3 separate regions of the Sus scrofa genome follow, and regions 1 and 2 are each linked to region 3. Evidence: chromatin contacts called from public HiChIP or PLAC-seq data. All regions are on one chromosome and are shown on one strand. Each heading gives the region's core, a stretch centred on a gene start, on an enhancer-like site or on the middle of the called end of the contact. The rest is flanking DNA. Distances are from core to core; before and after follow the strand shown. Region 1 overlaps PHACTR2 (phosphatase and actin regulator 2). Region 2 overlaps PHACTR2 (phosphatase and actin regulator 2). Region 3 overlaps PHACTR2 (phosphatase and actin regulator 2).

Region 1 (2,700 bases), core at 75-2,574, 160 kb after region 3:
ACCTACACCACAGCTCACAGCAACCCCGGATCCTTAACCCACTGAGCAAGGCCAGGGATCGAACCCGCAACCTCATGATTCCTAGTCAGATTCGTTAACCACTCAGCCAAAACGGGAACTCCTTGATGCTACTTATATAGGTGTTTCATGGCTCTCCCTGCATCTCTCTTCTCTCATTTTTTCCCTGTTAGATGATTGCTGAATTAAACTCTTTAAAACAAGACTTTCAGAATATCTTGTCAGACCTTCTCAGCTGCTCCCCACTGATAAGAGATTGTAGCACAAAGTCTCCTGGGTTCAGGGTCTTGCCTCGTAGGGTTTCAATAGATCACTTTTTCTGCATCTGTCATTCCCTTAACCTGTGATTTCAGGTTTCAAACTGAAAACTCATCTGCACCGCTCTCATCTCAAGGCCTCTGCCCGTCCCATTTCTTCTGGCTGGGGTTTTTCCCACACTTTTTAAACATAAAAATCGTATATAACCATTAACGGTTAACATATGAACATTAAAATCTTCCCTTCTTCCAAAGCCCTTCCTAACTCCTTGAACCCCTAGAATCCCTTCTCATTTTGATACTGTTTATGATCATAATTTAATTTCCATACATATGTAATATTTTATTTTAAAAGGCTGGGGCCCTGGCTGTGAGTTCCTAGGGGCAGGAACCAGAGCAACTGTCTACCTTTTCATATCTTCCACATTTCCTAACAAGATTTGGCACAAAAGCAAAAATAAAATGATTGAAGGATTGATTCTTTTTTACCAGAAGATCCACCATAACAAAATTACTGGTAGATTTAAAAATACGACTTTGAAAATAAGAAATTATTATTTTATTGAGCTTCTCAAAGAAAAAGCTTACCTAATTACAAATTTTAACCACAAACTCTGAAATATGCATCTCATGAAAATTAAAGGGTATAAAAACATAATCTGATATGGAAGTATTTGTTTGTGTATTTGTATAAGTGTGCATATGTGTTATTTTAAGTAGAGTTTATCTACAATATAAGCTGTGCCATAGAAAATCTGTCCCTCTTCAAAGAATTTTAGGTTACTAACTATAAAATGAAGAAATATTACCTCTTTCAACTTATATTTTAAAACCAAAAAGCTAAATATTAGAAAATATACTTCTTACTTGAAACTGTTTAGGTAGTAATGAAAGTCAAACAATGTCAAGTCTGTTAAACACTTTTGTTTTCAAAACAGCTCTTTTTTGAATGAATGCAACTCACCAAACTTCCTTTTACAGGGATAGGAAACTACCACGTGACTTGTAAAATACGTAATCTAGAAAATGTGGAGATGGGAGAGCTTCCCGAGCCGGGTCATGAGAGCCATGTCATTCACACAGCAGCCTTGCTCACTAGTCACTCACTAGTCACTCCCTGGGTGCAAATAAGAGAATCGGGCATGAGTTGCAAGTCCTATCACAGGAAGGGTAATCTAATGTGAAGGCACCAAACTGGGAGATGCTTCATATTTCCAGCCACTGTAAAGAAAACCCTATGGATACACAGCTTATAACATCTATGTTAGCTGTGTTGAGCATCGATTTAAACGAGATTCAATTTAGCCAAGGGCATTGGCTTTCTCTGACATATCTCATTCCAGAAATGTGATTATGCCCTATTAGCTGAAAACAGGGACTCTTAAAAAGTTTCTAAAAACTTTTTAAACAATTGTTCACAGTCTGGACACAGATGCTTTTTTCTAAATTGAAAACAAATGCCCATTTAGAAAGACTTAATGTACTTAAGAATCAATTGTCTTCTGAAAACAATTTACCCCAAGAGGGACTGGATTTTTTTACTTTAATAAAACTGTCCAATAATGGTTTTAATAGATTGGAAGATAAATAAGCATTAAGCAGTTAAAAACAAAAAGTCATTCATCTAATATTGCTTCTCAAGGACGACAGTACTTTACAAGAGGAGAAAACTCAAAGAACACATTTACAGGTACCTCTGTCTTTAATAGAAGCTAGTAAGTGCAAATAACAAGTCTCTTGTTTAACATTTGCGGATTGGTATAACCACTCTGCCATCTAGTGGCCAAACTTCAAACAGCAACTAAGGAGAGTTTTGTTTTCTGTAAGCCCATGTTTCCGAATGCCATTTTGAAAGCAGTTAATTACCAAGAATATAAAGGATAGATTGTTAATATATGAATTATTCCATGACATTTTCAGGTATCTTAAAAAATTAAGATTTGGTACCTATAAAATATCATGCAAACTATATAGAACAATTTTTAAAACACAGGTAAAGATAGGACTAAGTTAACCAACTTATATTTTTAAGATTTTTTGTAAACAAGAAAGCTAAGCTATCTTATTGAACTGTGGCTAAGAATTATGACATTCATAGACTCTCCAAACAAAATGGGGGGAAATACTTGGCAGATATGAAGTCAAAAATAAAAATATGAAATTATATGCAAGAAAATAATTTATTGGTTGGAAATGTTTTCAGAGTTATTGATGATTATTTGTTTATTTGTCTGACTATAGGTCTAAATTATGTTCCCATGATATTTTGTTGTAATTAACTAGCCAAGTAAATATTGAGAAGTCTAATCTGACAGTCATGTCTAGCCATTCTGCATAGATTAAAAAAAAAAAAAAAAACTGGCCAAATTTCACAGGTCTCCATTAAAAGTGTTAATTTTTACATTTGGGAGAGGAGTTTGGGTTT
Region 2 (2,700 bases), core at 176-2,675, 140 kb after region 3:
CCTTATCTTAATGTCATCTGAAAAGTCTCCTTTGCCTGGAAAGAAACATACTCCCAGGTTCCAAGATTAGGGTGTGGACCACTTTGGGGAAGGCCATCATTCAACCCACCATATCATCATCATCTTAACAAACTCTCATGAAGAAAGTCGTCTTAATAAAGGTTTTCTCCCCCTGGAAACTGTTCAAAGACAGCCATAGTCCCTCCTGCTGCCCTCCTAAGTGCATCTGAGGTCTTGGGTGTTGGGTCGAAAGCATGGTGGGTGGTGGGAGGGGTGTTGGAAAGGGTACCAGGAGTGGGATTTGAGCAGGTAGTGAATGAGTATTTAGTAAGAGAAGAAAGCAGAGGAATTATAAAGAAGAATGCCAATGTGACAGACTTGGGGGACTTCCAACAATCTAACTGCACATGGGCATTGAAAAAAACTGAGTCCAGGATGCCCCCTGAGGCTAACACTGTAACAGAACAGGACCCTGGGAGGCCATCCCAGATGGACCCACACTCATGGGCTCCACGTGCTGTTTTGTCTATAGAAAAACTTTAGTCAAAGAGACAATTTAATCAGAGAAGTGAGAAAATGCAGCAAAAAAGGAAAACAGTCAAGCATAATAGTTCAGCCATTCGACAAAGTCAAGGACCTTTAGTTCTTCTTCAAGGACTACGGATAATCACCTTGAGTAAAAGGAATCACCTTTAACCATTTGATGAAAATTCATGAGGACTTCACCACTTTCCTGGAAGCCTCGATTATGTTTCAGTACCACTGCTTAAGATGACAAAGCATGGCCACGGAGGTATTCTTGACCTCCACAGCACACCTTAAAGGAGGACTGGCCATCAGCTCAAAGTGCCATTAGGTCCTCTCATTTCTTGAGAGTGGTGGTGAGTAATTGTCTTTCTGGAAGTCATTCCTGTCCCTCTCCCGCAGTGGCTTTTCCCAAAATACGGATGACTGGGATCTTCAACAGTGTGGAGAGTGAGGACACCAAGGAGGGAAACACATGTCAAAAGTAGAAAAGAAAGGAGTTCTCTTTGTGGCTCAGCAGTTAACGAACCTGTCTAGGATCCATGAGGATGTGGGTTCAATATCTGGCCTCCCTCAGTGGATTAAGGATCTGGCATTGCTGTGAGCTGTGGTGTAGGTCGCAGACACGGTTTGGATCCCACGTTGCTGTGGCTGTGGCATAGGCCCACAGCTACAGCTCTGATTTGACCCCTAGACTGGGAACTTCCATGTGCCTTGGGTGTGGCCCTAAAAAGAAAAAAAAAAAAAGAGTAAGAAGAAAGATCCAGAGTATGGGGCAGACTGATGTGACCTGGACACAGACGCTGGGAGCAAAGGCTAGAAGGAGGCAGGATGGCGAGTAACTTGACAGCCATGGGACTTTTGGCACAGGATGCAGGGTGGAGCCAGAAAGGGTGTGGACCAGCCACGTGAGGTCACAGGACTTGTGGCCAGTGCTGCTGAGCCCTAGGAATAGCCTCATAGGTGGATACTGTGAGTCTCAGAGGGAGGTTTGCTATGTCTATAGTAAAACCATTCACTTGCTTAAAACCTACTACAGTATTATTCATTGCTGTCAAAGTTATTACCGATACTCTGATACAGACATAACTAAGACCGCCTTCTTGCTGGTGAAGCTCATGTACGTGGGATCCTCTATACCAAGAATAGCCCACCAAGAGGTAAACCTTCTGAGAAAGGATGACCAGCTTAGTTAGTCTCCATCATTCTGGAAAAATGAGACATGCAAGACTGAGAAGAAACCAAGAACAGAGTGACACACAGATCTGGCTGACCAGGGACAAGAAAAATACCTTGCATGGCCAGTTTTGCAAGACCGATGTTCTGGATTCAGTGCTCATTTGCACAGCACTATGAACTATCTATAATTCAGTTGAGAGAGTCAAATTAAATTACTTAGTAAATGTCATGATTAGTAAGCTCTCCTAATTTTACAGAATTTCCGCAAACTGGGCAGTTCTCAAATATGCCTTTATTCTTTAAAGGACTCTTTGCAGGGTCCCCAGGAGCCAGTGCTTTTATCAGAAATAGTTGGAACCTTGGGAAACGTGAAAGGAGTCTGAGAGGAACAAACCTTTGCTAAATGAGCCCACCTATAGCCCACCTCCTCAGAGGCAGGGAGGGGGTGGGGACGAGCTACAGAATTCATGTCAAAATAGTAACATCAGCATGCAGTGAATCACCAGTGTGTTTATCTTTGGATGGCTAAATTAAGTAGAACGTTCTGGCAACATTCTTTTTCTTTATTCTAACAGGATCCTTTCTCCCTTTTTAAAAACAACAACACAAGCTCTAGTCCTATCCGTGAAAGCCTAGTGCGGGGGCTCTGTTCCCCTGAACTTTGGATGAAGTTTGAAGCCTGTAATTTAAAATGTGAACAACAAAATAAAATACAGGGCGTGGAACTTTCAGTCCGTGCCAGTGTGTCAAGGCCTCCTGTGATGTCTGTTTCAAGCATATTGTGCTCAGCGAAAGTCTGAATTAAAAATATGTTAGCTCATCAGTCATTTGAGTCTGGAAACATTTAAATAATTAAGCTCCAAAGCCAGTCAGCCCCACAGAAAGCTCTGACCTGGGAGAATCTGGGCCCTGGGCACTGCACTTCAACAGATCAAAAAACTCCCCCAGCGCCAACCGTGGCGCAAAATCATCCATTTTAGTTTCACGCCGAATAAA
Region 3 (2,700 bases), core at 123-2,622:
GGTAGCACCTGCGGCTTATGGAAGTGCCTGCGCCAGGCGTCGAATTGGAGCTGTAGCTCCCAGCCTACACCACAGCCACAGCCACATTGGACCCGAGCTGTATCTATGGCCTAAGCCGCAGCTTGTGGCAATGCTGGATCCTTAACCCACTGAGTGAGGGCAGGGATTGAACCCGCATCTCACAGAGACAATGTTGGGTCTTTAACCTGCTTTAACCCACAGCAAGAATTCCAATTGGAAAATGTTGTGATACACACACACACACACACACACACACACACATATACTTTTTCAGATTCTTTTCCCAAAGGTTATTACCAGATATTGAATATAGTTCCCTACGCTACAAAGTAGATCCTTGTTTTTTATCTGTTTCGTACACAGTAGTCTATATCTGCTAATCCCAAACTCCTAATCTGTCCCTCTCCCGCTTCCTTCCCCTTTGGTAACCGTACGTTTGTTTTCTAACTAGAACACTTTTCAATAACTTCTCTGTGCCTCAGCTTCCTCATCTACAAAACGAGATAATAGCTGCTACCTTCTCATTCTTCTAGAGATTAAATGAGTTAAGTAAATGTTAGACTAGCACCCAGGATCTAGAAAGCACTGAATAAATGTTAGCTCTTACTATTATTGCTGCTATAGCACTTACTACATTTTTCATTGCAACATGTGCACAGAGTCGCACATTCACGTCTCTAGTCTAAGACCAAGGAGGGGTGTCTTGTGCATCATTTCATTTCCATCATACCAAGAATGATACTTTGCACAGAGTAGATATTGTGCATTTCAGTCTTTTTTTTTTTTTTTTTTTTCAGGGAGTGTCCAAGTTGTAGCAACAAGATCCAGGCCCAAGAATTCTGGTGAACAACAGGAAAAGAAGGTGTCTTTTTCTTCTGGATCTGTTAAAACTAGCTGAATAGGAGCCATGGGATGCTGGTAATCAGTCACTTTGCCTCCATAAAAGGAGAGCCTAAGTCTCCCCAAAAAATCAGACAAACAGATAAAAACCCACCAGAAACCAACAGAGGAATACAGACTCAAAAGAAGGAGGCAGGTTCCTAATCTTAGCTTCTAAGGACCTGGATCCAACCATGCCTGAAGGCTGTCAGACCTGGACTTTCAGTTAGTGAACCAATAAGTTCCTTGTTTGCTTAGGACTATTATTATTCATCAGCAGTGAAAAGCTCTAATCAAAAAGATGTGAAAGAGGTGTTTTTTAATGCTGAATTTTCTTCCAGCAGAGGCCAAAGATTCTCTAGGTTTTCAAGGTAGAAAGATGAAAGAAAAACTACACAGACCCTCCTTTTCCCCTCTCATGAGCTTGAAACTTGACCAGGCCTTAAGAAAGAGGAAGATGAGTAGGTCTGTTCCTTCTCTTGGGAAATCAATGACACAACTTCCTCCAAAGACCTGAGAGTAATCATCCATTTATTTGGTGCTTAGATAGCATTTTTATATTTATTTTCTCATCGGTCCTCCCAATATTCCTGAAAGACAGGCTAATCAATTATTTCCATTTCCCTCAAATAGATAAGGATACCGAGACTGAAAGAGGCCAAACATACTTTCCAGTTGCCTACTCACAATGTGACTGAACCCAAATATATCTAACCAAAAGCCTACCACTTGCATCCTCTAATGTGAGCTGATAATGACAAAAATTTCAACCTCCTCAGGAGAGCCACAACAGTTTCCAATTTTCCTTCAAGATGTGAGACAGAAGAAACCTTTTTAAAGTTAATTTTCTTTTCTATTTTTTTCTTTTTGTCTTTTTAGGACCGCACCCACGGCATATGGAGATTCCCAGGCTAGGGGTCGAATGGAGCTGCAGCTGCCGGCCTACACCACAGCCACAGCAACACAGGATCCTTAACCCACTGAGCAAGGCCACACCCTCACGGGTTCTAGTCGGTTTCATTACCACTGAGCCACGATGGTAACTCCCTAAAGTTAATTTTAAATGGGCAATTTTTTAGATGGTGATACATTCTCAGAGCTTATAAAAGGATACAGTAGAAAAATCTCACTTCCTCCCTGCCCCCTTCTTCAAACCGAACCTCACTCTTACTCCACAAGAAAACAACCACTTTTATTAGCATCTTGTGTATGTATCCTCCCAGGCTTTCTTAGGCCAATTCAAACATTCATTTTAATTTTTCCCTTTTTCATTTTTCACAAACTGTTCAGCGTCATTCTTTTTCAGGGGCCAATGTACGTAATACATTGTATGTAATACTTTTAAAACTGCAGGTGACAGAGGGGACAGGAAAAGCTGAGGGGGGAGGGGAGAAGAGGTGATGGCCTTTGTCTTCTGCAAGCAGCAGCAACAGCTGATATCACTGCTTTTTTTGGGGGGGGGAGCTGGAAACTGCCATGGTAAATCCATCCAAGGGGACCCGTGGGTTTTATTCCCAAGGGACAAAGGTTCAGTACTAGAACAATGAGCAAGTCCCCGATCCCAGATGGGCCAGGAAGTACAAGTAATCTCAGGAGAGTAATTAGAGGCCAGGGTTTGTGAGCTACGTGAAACACTGCTTGTCCTTCCTTCTTCCAGGCTGACTCGTAAACTCATGAGAGACTCAAATGCACTAGACAGGTGCTCTGGGCTTCATCCCCTTTAATGAAGAGTTTGTGTGTTTCCATTTCCTGTTTCTTCACATTCGAAGAGAGTCAACCCCAAAAAGGGTGAGACCATGA

The links. HiChIP or PLAC-seq counts read pairs in DNA pulled down with a chosen protein or histone mark.
Region 1: an H3K27ac HiChIP or PLAC-seq map of alveolar macrophages shows a contact between it and region 3. The contact joins two enhancer-like sites. A contact is called at or near these places in 3 of 47 Hi-C or Micro-C datasets (brain, heart right ventricle and liver) and 2 of 2 datasets of contacts at active chromatin or transcription factors (alveolar macrophages and skeletal muscle).
Region 2: a contact with region 3 is called in an H3K27ac HiChIP or PLAC-seq map of alveolar macrophages. The contact joins two enhancer-like sites. A contact is called at or near these places in 2 of 2 datasets of contacts at active chromatin or transcription factors (alveolar macrophages and skeletal muscle).

Annotation. Positions count from the first base shown.
Region 1 is chr1:21,678,882-21,681,581 of Sscrofa11.1, forward strand. All of the region lies in intron 1 of PHACTR2 (phosphatase and actin regulator 2), which reads right to left. Among named protein-coding and RNA genes, the nearest start is that of PHACTR2, 43 kb to the right of the region's middle. Within about 2 kb of position 1,325, at least 4 of the 83 cell types and tissues checked have an H3K27ac peak or open chromatin away from gene starts, as enhancers often do. A contact at or near this core is called in alveolar macrophages, where this site is marked.
Region 2 is chr1:21,657,821-21,660,520 of Sscrofa11.1, forward strand. The region is part of intron 1 of PHACTR2 (phosphatase and actin regulator 2); the gene reads right to left. Among named protein-coding and RNA genes, the nearest start is that of PHACTR2, 64 kb to the right of the region's middle. Within about 2 kb of position 1,426, at least 2 of the 83 cell types and tissues checked have an H3K27ac peak or open chromatin away from gene starts, as enhancers often do. A contact at or near this core is called in alveolar macrophages, where this site is marked.
Region 3 is chr1:21,516,584-21,519,283 of Sscrofa11.1, forward strand. All of the region lies in intron 2 of PHACTR2 (phosphatase and actin regulator 2), which reads right to left. Among named protein-coding and RNA genes, the nearest start is that of LTV1, 88 kb to the left of the region's middle. Within about 2 kb of position 1,373, at least 6 of the 83 cell types and tissues checked have an H3K27ac peak or open chromatin away from gene starts, as enhancers often do. A contact at or near this core is called in alveolar macrophages, where this site is marked.